Regions from separate parts of the Astyanax mexicanus genome. Here region 2 is linked to region 1. A link is a contact called in public Hi-C data. All regions are on one chromosome and are shown on one strand. The core of a region is the stretch at or near the end of the contact, and the rest is flanking DNA. Distances in the headings are between cores, read along the strand shown. Region 1 holds the start of zgc:66433 (DUF4592 domain-containing protein). Region 2 overlaps zgc:66433 (DUF4592 domain-containing protein).

Region 1 (7,843 bases), core at 2,004-4,503:
GTACATTCAGCTCCACAACTTGGATTTTCTACTTAACTGTAGGTACACAATCTACTGAGAGCTTCCACAAAAAATACATTAAATACCCTATTGCCCAAACTGTAAATGTATTGTCTGCCTGGTTAAAGAAAAAAACTCCACATAAACAAACAGAAAAGATGTAAAGGAGTGTCAGTGACTTGGTTAAAAATGCTCTCAGTCAGAAACGTTAAAACATACTTATGAAAAGGTATTACATGCAATGGTCATAAATACATTGTATCAAACCTCAAAAACAGTTAAGGACAGTTTTGAGATAAAAGTTTGACCTTAATATGACCTCAAATAAGGTTGGGAATCACAGTCTCTCTCACAATACGTTATTATCATAATACGTTGTCCACGATAAGGATGAAATCACAATACTGATATACAATTCTGCCATATATCACAAGACAATTATCTATGACACTTTACAGCATCTACATTACTGAAGAAAATAAAATACATCTAAATAATATACAAGTATTATGAATTTATTTGTGTCAGGTTCACAGAATTTCATAACCAATGTTTTTCATGGCAGGTTTACCCAATTCACTTGATTAGAAACCATGTGAAGTAATAAAGCAGTAACTAAAGTATGTCTAATTGTAGGGGTTAGAGTGCTCATGTTTCAATAAAAAAATGATATTTGAATATTTGGAAATTTGATACAACACAATATTTTGGTACATTGTCCACCCCTACTCTTAAATTATTATCAGGGTTAATTCAATATTTTCTTTCAATTACGATTAATGAACTATTATTTCAATAAACGACAACCATCCCAAACCCTAGGCTGCAGTCAAGGTACACTCCATTTCTCAGCCATTACATCATGGAACATTGTTCCAAAAGTGAAGGACCCTTCGTATTCAGCTGAGAAATGCTGCCTTCCTTGCCCTCAGTTTTTCCCCACAATTCTCTGCACAAGTACAACATGAAGGGGAACAAGCAGCACAACAAAAATTGGGTGAACAGAATAAAAAACAAAGCCTGTGGACCGGAATTGTTTTTATATATACAATTCCCTTTCACAGAAGTTTTTCTCCTCAATTGTAAGAGGTGGACTGTTACACTGTTTCATATGTGTGTCCAACAGACTTCTGAGGAGTCTTTATAGAACAGTGCTACTAAGGACCAGCCCTATCTCCAATGCAGCTTAGGCTTTGGGACGCAGTGTTTCAGTGTTGAAGACTGGGCGGAAACAAGTGATGTGGTACTATGTTTTTACAGGGATAGCACATAAACATACAAAGGGGAAAAATATTAATAGATTAAACACAATAATATTACACTGCCTGGCAAAAAAAAAAAAAGTCGCCACCTGGATTTAATTGAGCATATGATCTAGGGCTGCTGCAGTTGGTCAAGTCTAGGTTCAGCAACTGTATGACAATGTCAGGATTCATGGGGCTGGAATTGTGATAAAGTGGTTTAGGGAGCATGAGATCATTTCATCATTTTCATTTCATTTTCACACACGATTTGGCCACCACAGAGTCCAGACCTTAACCTCATTGAGAATGTTTGTGATGTGCTGGAGAAGGCTTTGTGCAGTGGTCAGACTCTACCATCTTCAATGCTGCTGCAAGATTTTGGTGAAAAATTAATGCAACACTGGATTGAAATAAATCTTGTGACATTGCAGAACCTTATTGAAACAATGCCAGTGTGTGACCTTTTTTTGGTGTTATATAATAAAAGACACTTGTCAGGAGACACTTGTAGGTTAATTAGAAGATTTGGATAGTAATTTAAAGGGTGATGTAGACACGGTTAATGTAGATAATAACTGGTTATTATCACTACCATTGTACAGAAACTGGCAGTCAGAAATCAGTACATGTCTCTAAAATAAATTTAAAATGACAAAAAATTAAAAATCCAAGATTAAGGAGAGAGCCTTTGGAAAATCAGTAGAATCCCCCTTTAGTACATACAATACAGTGTAAGACTGCATTTTCTGTCATTTTAGACAGTGAAATCAGACCAAAATCAAAACAACCCATATGTGTGTTACATTATCTTAACAGAGAGTGAAATCAGTGGAAGAATGACAATTTATACTGAATTCATGCAAATAAGCACATTTACAAACATCCACACAAAAAGCATTACAGTAAATGTTTTCATCAGATCTGACTTTACATTATCATAAATCACAGATTCAGTACAGGATTAACTCTTTCCATAGATAGTCTGCACTTTTTAAAAAAATATTTGCTTATTGATGTATTTTAAAATCAGTTTTTAATTTTTTTATGAAAAATACTGTATACCACATTTCACCTTATTTTTCTGTGCAGTTAAACAGTATTTTAAAGGATTTGTACCCAAAGAACAACTGAATTTTTTTGTTAAATTACAGAAAATGTTGCTAATATTTCTTACACAAAAATACTAACAATAATATGTTTTTTTTCAATAGATTAGTTAAAAGCACTAACAAAAGCTGTATACATATATATATATATATAAATGTTTTTTTTTACAGTGTAAGGACATATTAAAACTGTCATAATAAAAGAGAATAAAGGCTAAAAGCTAGTTAACCAAGCTTTGTGAGTCTGCAGTGGTGGAAGCAGACCTCTCTAAATACAGTGTTTAAGTTCATAAACCTATTTCCAGAGGTGCTGCTGATTGACGCTTTTAAAGACTTTAAAGATCCATATTAAAGTGTAAATCCTAACTGTTGTCACAATACGGCTTTTTATACAGAAACTCGTATCATTATTAGACCTGAAACTGACAGTTCTGTCATTAGTCTACAACTTTACTAAACTAACCTGGTTATATTAGAGGCATTTATCTCACTCAGCTGCTGAAAGCGGCACTGTGGGAAAAAGCGTAAACATGAAACTAACGACAGAAGTCCGGGGCTGCTCTTAAAACAACACAAAGTTCCTACAAACTGCGAGAATTCACGAGAACCACTGAGATGTTTCTCTTTACTCAACAACATCTCTTTCTCTCTCTCATCTGCTGCTGCCGCTGCTTTGTCCTGGAACAGCTCTGCTGTTCTTACTACTAATAACAACACTGCAGGAAAACAACGAGCCAGTTCAGTACAGACTGAAGAAGCTCAGATAACACAGTAACACAGAGCGTACTCACAGGATCAGTGAAGCAGCAGAGTTCGGTGGTTCTCCATCAAAGCGCGAAACACCCGTGATTTTCCTCTAATTATACGAGCTGTTCTCTCACTTCCACTGAGAGCTGAGCTGAGAGCTGAGAGCTACCCAGGCTGAGGCTGAGAGAGAGGCTGAGCAGCGCCCCCTGCCGGGGGAAGCCCGTCTCACACCACACTCACATTAACATCTGTCATCTGTAACATTTTACTGTATAAAAAGTACTTTTTTATAATTGCTTTATATTTTGGAAATTCTGCAGAAACGCCCACTTTATAAATTTATTTAATTTAATATATTCTTATTTTCTTAGTGCTGTCACATTTAATCACATTCAACATCACATTCATCATAAAAGTATTTAAAATTCAATTATATTTAATTGACTTAAACCCCCCTGCAATGAACATCAGCCAGTAACAGATGCTGTAATTCTCTATATCTTTAGACCAACTTTATATAGATTGATACACCTTTATTCACCTAAAAATGACAATAAACAGTTACAGATATACAGCTTTGAAAAAAAACAAAACATAAGAGACCATTTAAAATAAAAAAATTATAAGTTTCTTTGATTTAACCAAATAAAACATTTCTGGAATATAATCAAGAGGAAGTTAGATGATCACAAGCCATCAAACCAAGCTGAACTGCTTAAAATGTTTGCACCGGGAGTTAAAGCATAAAGTTATCCAAAAGCAGTGTGTAAGACTGGTGGAGGAGAACATGCCAAGATGCATGAAAACTGTGATTAAAAAACATTTTCAGTTATTCTACCACATATTGATTTCTGAACTCTTACACTTTATGAATATAAACTTGTTTTCTTTGGATTATTTGAGGTCTGAAAGCTCTGCATCTTTTTTCTTATTTCAGCTATTTCTCATTTTCTGCAAATAAATGCTCTAAATTACAATATTTTTATTTGGAATTTAGGAGAAATGTTGTCATTAGTTTATAGAATAAAACATGAATAATCATTTTATTCAAACATATACCTATAAATAGCAAAATCAGAGAAACTGATTCAGAAACTGAAGTGGTGTCTTATATTTTTCCAGAGCTGTAGGTCACACATACCTAAGGTTATTTTCAAAAGATTAAAGGCTACTGAAATATGTTTTATGAAGTAACTACACTCTAAATCTTTTTTAGTACCTAAAATATGTTGCTCTGTGATAATAGAATATACCAGCCCTGCTTAAAATGCTTAAAAATAAGATTCAAATAATGTAAAAAAATAAAATTAAAATATAATAATGTATGCTCTTTAATATTTTAGTATATTTTAATATAAGTTGCCATGAGACCTTTATTATGAAGCTCAAAATAGTGCTTTATATTGGCAAAGCTATCTAAATTCCAAGCTGTATTAAAATATCCTTTTTTTTCATTTTTGTTTGTGATGGAATGGATGAGAAAATATTAAGAAAATATGCTATTTTTAAACAAAATACAAAGTACTGAGAGATTTTAAGGGTCCATTAAATTTTAAAAGGGGCCATTAAAAAGGGATTCCCCAATTTTCTCCCCAATTATCCAACCCACTCATTAGGACTCCCCCATATCACTAGTGATGCCCCAACAGGAGGGTGAAGACTAGCACATGCCTCCTCCAATAAACGTAATGTCAGCCTATTTTTGAACTGCTGCTGCACAGACGCCTCGTGCTGCGGACATCATCCTTTGGAGTGATGTGGGGAGAGAGCGCCATCTACCCACCCAGAGAGAGCAAGGTCAACTGTGCTCTCTCAGGGCTCCGGTTGCTGATGGCAAGCTACATGAACAAGATTCGAACTGGCAATCTCCTGATTATAGTGGCAGCGCTTAGCCTGCCAAAATGCGGTTTTTAAACGAGGAGAAAAAAAATCCAAACCTACATGGCCCTGTGTGAAAAAGGTCATCCTAAACCTAATAACTGGTCGGGTCAACCTTTTTAAGGTCATGCCACAGCATCTCAATAAGATTCATGTCAGGACTTTGACAAGGCCACTCCAAAGGCCACTTTTTTTTTTCTTCTTCAGCCATTCAAAGGTGGACTTACTGTTGTGTTTTGGATCATTGTCCTGCTGCAGAACCCAAGTTCATTTTAGTTTGAGGTCACGAACAGACAGCCGGACATTTTTCTTCAGGACTTTTTGGTAGACAGCAGAGTTCATGGTTTCATTTAGTTCTCCAGGTCCTCATACTTCCACCATCATATTGCCTTAAATTGCCTTATTTTTTATCAGAAATGTTTTTTATCTTGGCACTCTGCCATGCAGGCCATTTTTGCCAAGTCACTTTTTTTATGGTGGAGTCATGAATGCTGACCTTAACTGAGGCAAGTGAGGCCTGCAGTTCTTTGGACGTTGTTATGTTCCTAAATTACTGAAAAAAACTTGTAAAAGCAATGTTAATGGCCCCTTAGTAAGTATTAATACATATTAAGAAATATTATTTTCTTAATATTTTATCATCAGACATTCTTTCCCCTACAAACAAAAAATAAACGGGAAGCAAATTTAAATAAAAACTGGAATAAAATAATTGACCCAGTATTAGGTAGGCTATGATAAATTCATTATGATGATTTGTTTACCATGTGAATAACTACTGATTCGTATAAAAAGGTAAAGACAATAAGATACAGAAATTACTGGTGCAAAGGTGAACAGTTGATTTCATGAGAACATTTTATTGATTTTGCAATACAAAGCTTGAGCATTTAAATCTAAAGGTTTGCCTAATTCATGAAAATGTCCCACATGAGCTGACATTAACTAATCATGCGATTATATTTTATTCCATAAATTGAATAACCATAGTTATAAATGAAATGTTCATTTAAAATGTTTATAGAACTATTAAACGATTAACCACAAATTATGTGGTTATATTGTACTGTATCAATTGTTGGGGGTTATTAAAGCATGAAGTGCAGTAAAGGTAGCAACCAAGATGCAGTGCCTATCTGAACATAGACAAATACACTTTTTATAATCCAAAATCCAGTAATCATTGTATCATTTCAGTAACCTCTCAGTAGCCTCTCAGTAGCCATGGCGTTTGAACCACTGGGCCCTGGCGACCACATCACTGGAGTAATCGTCCCCCGTGGTTCCAATGTCCATTCGCTCGTATGTGCGAACGTTATCTACACCAAAGTTGTAGGCAGCAATTCCTCCTAAATTACAAAACAACAAAACATGTATAAAGAAAATGCAATAGGTAAACTGGGATAACCAACAGTATATATATATATATATATATATATATATATATATATATATATATATATATATATATATATATATATATTATGTTCCACTCTTCCTTACAGAAATGTTTTAAGTCATCCACATTGGAGGGTTTGCACACACTTTTTCACAAAGGGCTAGATTGGTTTGGATAGTTTTTGTCCCTTAATAAATGAAATCATCATTTAAAAAGTGCTTTTAATATTTACCTAGGTTATATTTGTCTGATATTCTGAAAAAGGTAAGTATAACAAAAATGCAAAAACAAAAGAAATCCGGGGGCAAATACTTATGAAAGTGTACCTTGTGCCTGTTGCATAATATTGTATAAAAAGGCAATACACCTTATAAACTCAGAGTACCTTTAAACTGATGTTCTTTGGGCCAGCTGGGAAACTTTTTCTGAATATCTGTGATGGCTTTAATCAGAATCCCAGTGCCCTGTACGATGTGCTCCTCACTGTTCCAGGCCCCTCTTGGAGTGTGGTGTCGCTTGTCAACCTAAAGGAATAACATTGTTTGATATTAAAGAGATCACAACCCATACTATACATCTTGTGCAAAATTATCATAAATAAACACATCCAGAAATTTAAGACTAACTCTATCTAGCAGCAATCTATTTGTAATGGTTTACTTTTATACACATTGAAATAGAAAAGTACATGCTACAAAATGTCCTGCTCCCTCCGGGTGGGTAGATGGCGCTCTCTCCCCACATCACTAAAAAGTGATGTCTGCTTCACAATGCTGCATCAGCAGCAGCTCGAAAAGATCCAGTGGTTGATTTCAAATGTATCGGAGGAGGCATGTGCTAGTCTTGACCCTCCTAGTGTGTTGGTGCATTACTAGTGATAGGAGGAGTCCTAATGAGTGGGTTGTGTAATTGGCTGTGCAAAATTGGGGAGAAAATGGGAAAAAAAAATAATAATAATAATGAAAAAAATACCCGCTCACCCTTGAAAACAGAACAACATACATTTAAAAAATGCAGTTTTATGATGGTTTTTGTGTTGTTCACTATTAAGACCTACTTGAACAAAATTAATGTGGCATTTACAAGCTCCAGTGTTCTAGGTGCAAGCTTCTGAGGTGGACTTAATGGCTGCATAAGCACAACTCTTGTTACGGTTATATTTTCACTTAGAAAATCTGGTGCAATGCTTTATGCAACAGCCTAAATCAGGTTGGAACCAGCACTGTTACACAACAGAATGAGTAACGGATATCTCCAAACCTTTATAATTGCATCAGTGTCCTTAACTAAACGGTAAGGTGTTGCCTGTTGAGATATCTTTCCTCTTTCTCAATTATGATTCAAACAAATAGATTCTTCTTTCTACATCGCTGCATTGCCTTGACTTGCATTGCTAATGTTGTAATACAACATACCTTTTACTAAAGGTCTACTTAGCATGGATTACCGAAAGCACTACAGGTTCCCAA
Region 2 (7,843 bases), core at 2,372-4,871, 42 kb before region 1:
GTCACAATGGTAATTGTTAATTTTAATGACTAATTGTACAATATATTGTCATAACCTTAACTATTCTGACCACAATATTGCCTATTGTGTTTACTAAGCAGGTAGAGACCACTGAAGCAAATTTGTCAATATTTCTGTTTAGTTTTCACTTGTTTTTGTGTTTATTTATGTGATTTTTAAATATATATTAAAATGTTAGGGGTAGCTAACTAAGTAAAGCTAAGCTAAGTAAAGAAACTGTAATAGCTAGCTAGCTAGGGTTAGTAGCAGGCTACAGGCTAAGAATACTCCCCTCTGAATGCGGAAATAGCAGGTAAAGCTAATGCTGCTCCAGCAGTGAAAGCCGGGTTTAGGAGCAGGCTACAAGCCAATAACACTGCAATTTGGCAGAGTGGCTTTACTTCTTCTTACAACCTGACTGGTAAAATTCATACGTAAGACGCAGTGGATTAAAAGGTGCACTTTTGATTTTTGGGAAAAATAGTATTTTAAGTAAAAGTATTTTAAGTGAACACTATAGTGCAAAAATTATGGTAAATGTATTACTCTCTTAAAATTACAATAATTATTATTTCTGGAACAATATATTGTCCAAACATTTACTGTGAAAGGCCTATATACAGTTAAACTATACATATTGAACCCTAGGCATTAGGCCTTGTAGCTACAAACAGGTTTTGGCCTATTGATGTTATATGGGGTGAACAGAGAGAGCAGATGTGGCAGTAGGAAACTGTACCCTTTGAGAGGAAGTTGCCAGAACAGTATGGAGGGTGGAGTACTCTGGTGGGCTGCAGGGCAGACCATCATCCTCTGACACAGCTCCCGCATCCTCGCCCTTCCTCACAGAGACGACTGCCGGCGGAGAGCCAAGTCGGATCGCCTGCTTCAGCTGCAGCTGTGGAGAGAACATCTGACTAAGCCTTGGACCAGAACCATCAAGCAACTTATGTGTTTTTTGTAGAAGCTTTACATTGTGTGACAACCCTGTAAAAATGTATGCACTCTAAGGATGTCCTTGCTCAGATCATGTGATTAGAAATTGGGGCCAAAAAATTACTTAAAGGACAACTTGAATATGTTCTTTCTTTTTTTCTTTTACTGCATTACAAAAGTATCGGATTGGGACTCTGTATCCGCAGATACTCAAAATCAAAGAGATTGTGATAATCACAAACCCACAAACTATTTATTTTTTAATATTTTTTACTTCTTTCATTGCAGTGCTGAAACGATGTACTCTACGGAGTCTTAAAGATCAGTAAAAGTGCCCACTCCCATCCTCAGACATGCCACATACTGTTTCTTCATTTGACCCTTTAAAGGGATCGTAAAGGCTTGATTATACATGCTACGCAATAAATATTCCTAACTACACTGTAACTATCACTGTGCCATAAATTCCCATTCGAATTTAACCATAACAAAAACTGTGCTGTCACATTTGGCCCAAGCCAGCAGACACTGTGGAGACTGAGGCATTAGTTAAAGTGGGCTAAAAATGACTGAAGTCTTGTAGGTCTTCATAAATCATGATGTACTCTGTGAGAAAAGACTAAAGATTAGAGTCCCTAAAACCCTTTCTCTATAGCAGTGATACATGTAATAATACAGCGCTGACAAATCTCTCTGACTAATGTGTTCAGATCTTTCCTTTGGTCTTCAGTCTTTGTTGTGTTTGTATCTAGTCACCTTGAAAGCACTCGTCTCTGTGAGAACTGAGCTAGATGAGAGATGTCAAAACCCAACACATCAAGCCTGTGTCTAGGGGCTTATGTACACGCTTGCTAATTTTATACCGGGAACTGACGGAGTGCCAAGTCTAATACTGATTAAAGTGAAGAGGATTGCAGAGGAGATACACACACTGGCCGCATCTGAGCCCATTCTGTCAGCTCTACACATACGACTGACCATTCAGACAGGGCTTAGCTGGACACTGACCACTGATATAACAATTGTTTACATGTAAACAGAGCTGAATCTCTGAGCTAAAAAAATCCTATAACTTATAATGAAGAAAACATTAAAAGCTTGCGTTGAGAAAGTGCTACTATACCTGCAGGGATTTGACTTTCCCATGTATGCTGTCCTGGGAGGCTCGGAGAGCTTCATTCGTTTCGGAACAGGGAGATTCAGAGGCGAATACACTGTCATGTGACAAAGCCTTGTTCCCCATGTTGATCTTGGACCTTTAAAAAAGACAAATGGGTTGTTTGTATAGTTTACTATATTAGAACACTTGCAGAAGAACTTCTTAACTGTCAGAAGAAGAAGTCAATGTGAATCTTTTGTCAATCTGGAGCATTTCTATTGGCTAATTAACTGAGATAAAATCTACTTTTAAGTATATAATACAACTATAACATATCAGTGAATTAAATGATGAAAATAATGGTGATCAGATACAGAGCACATTCAGAGAACCCTACTCACTTCAGCTCAGTTTCTTAACAGCTTCACAGGCGGCACAATATATTAATTTAGCATTGTTAATGCATTTTGAGGTTGTGAAATAGTCACATACGTACAATGTGCAAAGTCTGGGGCAATGTTAAAGTATATCAAGCACAGCATGCTACAGCTTTTTTGTTTTTTGAAACAAAAATCAAATCTGGTTAAAATTCCCTAAAAATTTCCTAATATTGCAAAATATACACTGCAGAAAAATGATGTATAGCAAGGCATTTGTTTCCCAATATTGTGTAGCCCTTGTTGACAGTCAAAATATTCTAATGAATAGACCAATAAACATTGGTATTGTTAGTTCTATTTAAAGTTTAAAGAATTTGAAGAAAATCCCATTAAACATCTGTGACAAGACATGAAAACAGCTGCTCACAGATGCTCTCCATCCAACTTGGCTGAGTTTGAGCTATATTACAAAGAAGAATGGGCAAAAATCTCAAGCTCTAGATGTGCAAAGCTGGTAGAGCTTGTGTAAGCTGGTAGAGCCATATGTAATTTGTAATATTTTTGCACATCACACTTTACAGATTTTATTTGATTAAACATTTAAAAATGTATCTATCATTTTTATTTTACTTCAGTTATATGTGCTATTATGTGCTGCTTTGTGTTCTTCTACAATATAAAATCTCAATAAAATACATTTAGGTTTGTGGTTGTAAGGTTCCAAAATTTGAAAAAAAAACTTTAAGGGGTATGAAACATTTTGTAAGCCACTGTACGTAAATATGGGAGCTTTAGGGAGATCCCAAAATGGGCCTTTTTAAAACTTTTGTTACATTTAACTACAAAGGGTTTGAATTACCTGACTTTGCAGTGTGCTGGCATTGTGAAAGGCTAGTCAATCAAAATCTTTCCTTAGGCATTAAAATTACTATTCCTTTATACTTTAAACGAAACCATATGAACCAACATATTTACATTTGAAAATAATGTCAAGCAACAGCACTGCTTGACATTTGTTATATTCTTTCATAGACTTTATCTAAACTGCTGAGAACAAGTATAAATAAACCTTATAAATGAACCATTTTTTGTTTGCACAATCCATGACTTCTAGCTTTAACACATATTTGGCCCAGTCTGCTCCCCATCCCCCCAGCCCAGAGTGGTTTCCTCGGATTGCAAAGCACTCAGCTCTGGCTCTCTCTCACATAGAAAAACAGCGTGTTTATTATACAGCTGATCATGCCAGTGGGAGAGCGTTGGCTAATTCCCTGCTGCACATCTGAACTCAGCACAAAAATGTGCCTTACATGGAGCTGGAGGCCTGTAGACATCGGCAGTGCAGTTCTGCACTCTGACACTCCTGACTCGCACATTTTGTTGGTGTTGAGGAGGTGTTTGCATGCGCAGACAAAGCAATAATTTGGGATATGGTTGAGTAAACACTGCATTCCTGAAGTAACACAAAACAGCTCGCTGCAGGATTCCTCAGGTTTAGCTATGTGGATGGACTGCTCTTTGTATGTTTATTTGTCTACAATATAAAGGGGAAAAAAACTTAACAGTAAATATTTTATATTTGCAACAATAATCAAGGTATATGGTCTTTTAAGAAGAACAAAAAGCTATCGTTGCTGAATACCAACAAACGAAATTGTTTATTATAGCATGTAAACATTGTTATATTTTTATAATCCCTAAAGCACTGCCACTATGATCGTGATACTGATCGAATCCTGGTCATGTAGCTTGCCATCAGCTGCCGGAGCCCTGAGAGAGCACAATTGGCCTTGCTCTCTCTGGGTGGGTAGATGGTGCTCTCTCCCCACATCACTCCTAGGGTGATGTCTGCAGCACAAGGTGTCTGTGAGCTGATGTATCAGAACCGAGTCCTCCGAGTGTGCTGTGATGCTAGTCAGCCATTCGAAAAGAGGTGGTGGCAGATTTTACATGTATCGGAGGAGACATTTGCTAGTCTTCACCCTCCAGGTGTTGTAATCACTACTGACGAGGGATATACAGCTGGTATAATAACTATAGAAATTATAATAATTTCCATAAGATCTATTTATACCCTGACATGTATAAGTTGTGAGGTGTTATATTGTGATCGAGGCTGAACAATGTCTAGCATGCTTAAGGTAAGGTGATGTGAATTATCAGAGTTTAAGTCTAATATCTTGAGAGTGGGTGGCAGATAGATGGCACATTAAATTTCCAAACCTTTGTGAGCATTTAACATTCCTCAATATGTATGTAAATATCTTTGATCTCATTGGCTTCCATGAATAGTGCTTTACTCAATAAGCAGTGTGGGTTAAAAAACACTGTTTATAACTTCAGTTTGAACGGGTGAGTTAGTAACGGTTGAAGGCTGAATCGGTGGATATACTATGTGTAAATAATAAGCTTTAACACTATATATGGATTGTTTGGATTGGTGAGTGAGAGATATTGTATGTTTAGAAAAAATAGCAATGTTTACATACATTCAATGAGCACCTTCTTTTAGTTTTTCTATGTGTGGGCTCTTTTTGTATTAAAATACCAGTCAGTTAAAGCATAACTGAGTGCTGTGTGTTATCGATAATGCTGCTAAAATTAGCTCTCCAATGTACAGTCCATGATGCACAGTCAATAGTAGTTATCTTGTCATTGATAACACCTCGCTCAGCACCACAAAGAACTGCTGAATACAACAATGCAGAGAGAATTGATTTTAAATAATCATCCTCTTACCCAGAGTCGCTGTCTTTGTCAGAGAGCGTGGGGGTGGGCTCAGGAGTGTTAACATCATCACTGGACTGACTGGACTTCAACCCACTCTCCCCCACGGGAGCAGCCGGCTCCTTCCTCTTCTTCTTAGCGAAGAAGTTCTTGAACGTCTGGAATTTGGACTTCTTTTTCCCTGGTGTGGAAACAGGCAGGCGGTTGTGTTTAGAACATTTTAGAGCACCTCTGAAATGCAGGAATGTAAACGGGCTGGCAGACTAACTGGCATATTTGTATACATTGACTTAGAAGGGTAGTTTGCTTTATTCCTGTAGTTGAGCTTCTCAGTGCATAGTGATCGATTTCTAGGACAAAAGTATTGGAATACCTCCTCAAGCACTTAAAATTCTTTAATTTTCCCAAAAATTGTCATTGCGCCATATAATTCATTGCATTTTATGTATGAATTCTACCAGTCAGGTTGTAAGGAGCAGTAAAGCCACTCCGCTGAACTACAGCTTTATACAGGAGTTTTAGTTTAGATCTCCAGCACCGAGACTGGAGCAGTATTAGCATTAGTCGCTAATTGCGCTAAGCACTAGCTCTTTCACCGTTCAGAGGTGATTATTACCAGCCTGTAGCCTGCTGCTAATCCCAGCTAGCATTAGCATTACGATGGGAACCTAAGATTTAGTAAATGCTAATATGGTTTGGATAACCGACACAATTTATAATCGCACTAGCCACCCAACCTACTCACTTCAGCTTGGTAAATACTGGCTAAAATCAATCTGGTGGATTAATCCAAACAATTACGTCTGTTCTCACTGATACACAACTGTCAATCTCTGTGTAATTTAAAACACCTATATGATTACTGTATTTTACTGACTAAGGCACACAGTATTATAGGTTGCAGTGAGTGTCTATTTTCTTGTCTATTTTCATACATAAGGTGCACCGGATTATAAGAAGCAGTTTAAGTGACACTAGTCAGGAAACAAGGGTGTCGCCACGTTTCCTTTCTAATTTAGCAAAGTCGAACAAGTGCTGGATGTTTCTCTACACACATTTCTCTCCTGAAAACTGTTTATTCAATTTATTAACAGTAAACTTAGATTTCAAATGTTTTAGTGCGGTTAGCGCTAGTAAATAACACCCGATAGCGCTATACTGAGAAACTCTGAGTGTTCCCGATAAGCCAGGGTGCTATCAGCTGGTGGTTTGTCCCACATAGCTGTAACATGGTAAACAAGCAGGCTACAGTCCGATACGAACAGTGAAGGAGCTAGCGCTGCGGTTAGCAGCTAATGCTAATACTGCTACAGTCTGTATACTAAAGAAATTTCACTGAAACTCGCGCTGACGATTTTTGGGAAAATTATAGGATATTCTTATAGGGCAAAATATACAGTACTTATTTTTTAAGGTGCAACAGACCAATCATTAAGAATTACTGAAAGTTTCAAGGCCTTTGAATTCCTAAATATTTTTTTCTTTGGTCCAAAACAGTTATCAACAGTATTGAGGTCTTTTCCATGGATTTGGTTTGTTTTCATACAGGGAACTTTACTAAATTTACCAACTTGACTGTTCCCTCCAGAGAACTGGAATGAAACAGGTGTAAAAACAATCATTCTTAGTATTAAGTCAGTGGACAGTCCCTTTAAATTACTAGTTTGTACTGTTGCATTGCCATCTTAATACACCTCCTATGTCTTGCAGGCCTAATGTAGCTTTATAAGCGAGGAACCTTTATATCGTCCCAAGATCTCAGAATGCTAATAAAGCCTGGGTTGTATTGTTTCCTTCAGCAGCTGTAAAAACTACCCAGTGCTTTAAGTTAACTTTAGCACCCCTGTGGAAAATCTCAGCACCATGCTTTTATAGCCTCAACCTTTTATCTTTGTTAAAGAACCCTGTGGAGGTTTAAAACCTAAGTGCTGAAATACACTCCAGAGAACTGGACAAGGCTAAATTTCTTGTAATAAAAAAGAGGCTGGCCGAAAGCTTGAGCTGTAAAGTTCTTAATGTGTAGGGTGCAGTCTTGGTTCTATGTTAATGAATTATAGTTTTTCTTTAGGTTTCTTTCTTTGTAGTTATAACCCAAGTCCATATGGTGAAAGCATGAAAATGGGCACAAGGCACAAATGTAACTCCTTCTAATTGGAGAACAAGGATACTTTATGGTGTACCCATTGCTGGCACAAGCGTTTTTACAGCCTATAAAATGTTCATAGAAAACTGCCTGGCATTGCCAATAGAATGGGACACTCTGGAGCAGCAGCACATAAGGCTGACACCCTCAGGCCCAATGCCAAGCAACAGCTAGAGGGGAAAAAAGTGCCTTCTAAACACTAAACTTTGGGTTGTGGATTGCTGTGTATTCTATAGTCACGGTGCTCCACCTTGCACCTTTGAAATGATTTGGAGTGGCAGAACTAATCATCCAACTTATCCAATACTGGAGCTGACTAATACTCTTGCGGCTGAATGCAATAAATTCCTCACACTACTTGCTACAACATCTAGTGTGAAGTTTTCCCACAAGGTTAAAGGCTGCTTCTACAGAACAGAACGGATAGTCTCCCTTCATGTGAGAAGATGCACTAGGTGAGCAGATGTGTACAAACTTTTGGGCATTCATTATATTGCACTTATTATTTATCAGGGATGATCTAATACAGAATTCATACTCAATAATAATCATCAATAA

The links. A called contact is a pair of places that touch in the nucleus more often than the background predicts.
Region 2: a Hi-C map of blood shows a contact between it and region 1, with 4 times the contacts expected there. The contact joins the enhancer-like site here to the promoter of zgc:66433 in region 1. A contact is called at or near these places in 2 of 3 Hi-C or Micro-C datasets (blood and muscle).

The regions. Positions count from the first base shown.
Region 1 is chr10:22,228,474-22,236,316 of AstMex3_surface, reverse strand. It overlaps zgc:66433 (DUF4592 domain-containing protein), which reads right to left and starts at 3,253. Exons shown (of 14, transcript XM_022683470.2): 1 at 3,142-3,253. It overlaps LOC103033097 (lysozyme g), which reads right to left. Exons shown (of 5, transcript XM_022683465.2): 4 at 6,760-6,898; 5 at 5,816-6,324. The coding sequence ends at 6,191.
Region 2 is chr10:22,270,964-22,278,806 of AstMex3_surface, reverse strand. It overlaps zgc:66433 (DUF4592 domain-containing protein), which reads right to left. Exons shown (of 14, transcript XM_022683470.2): 4 at 5,155-5,323; 5 at 2,060-2,192; 6 at 740-898. Among protein-coding and RNA genes, the nearest start is that of zgc:66433, 42 kb to the right of the region's middle. Within about 2 kb of position 3,621, the one cell type or tissue checked has an H3K27ac peak away from gene starts, as active enhancers do.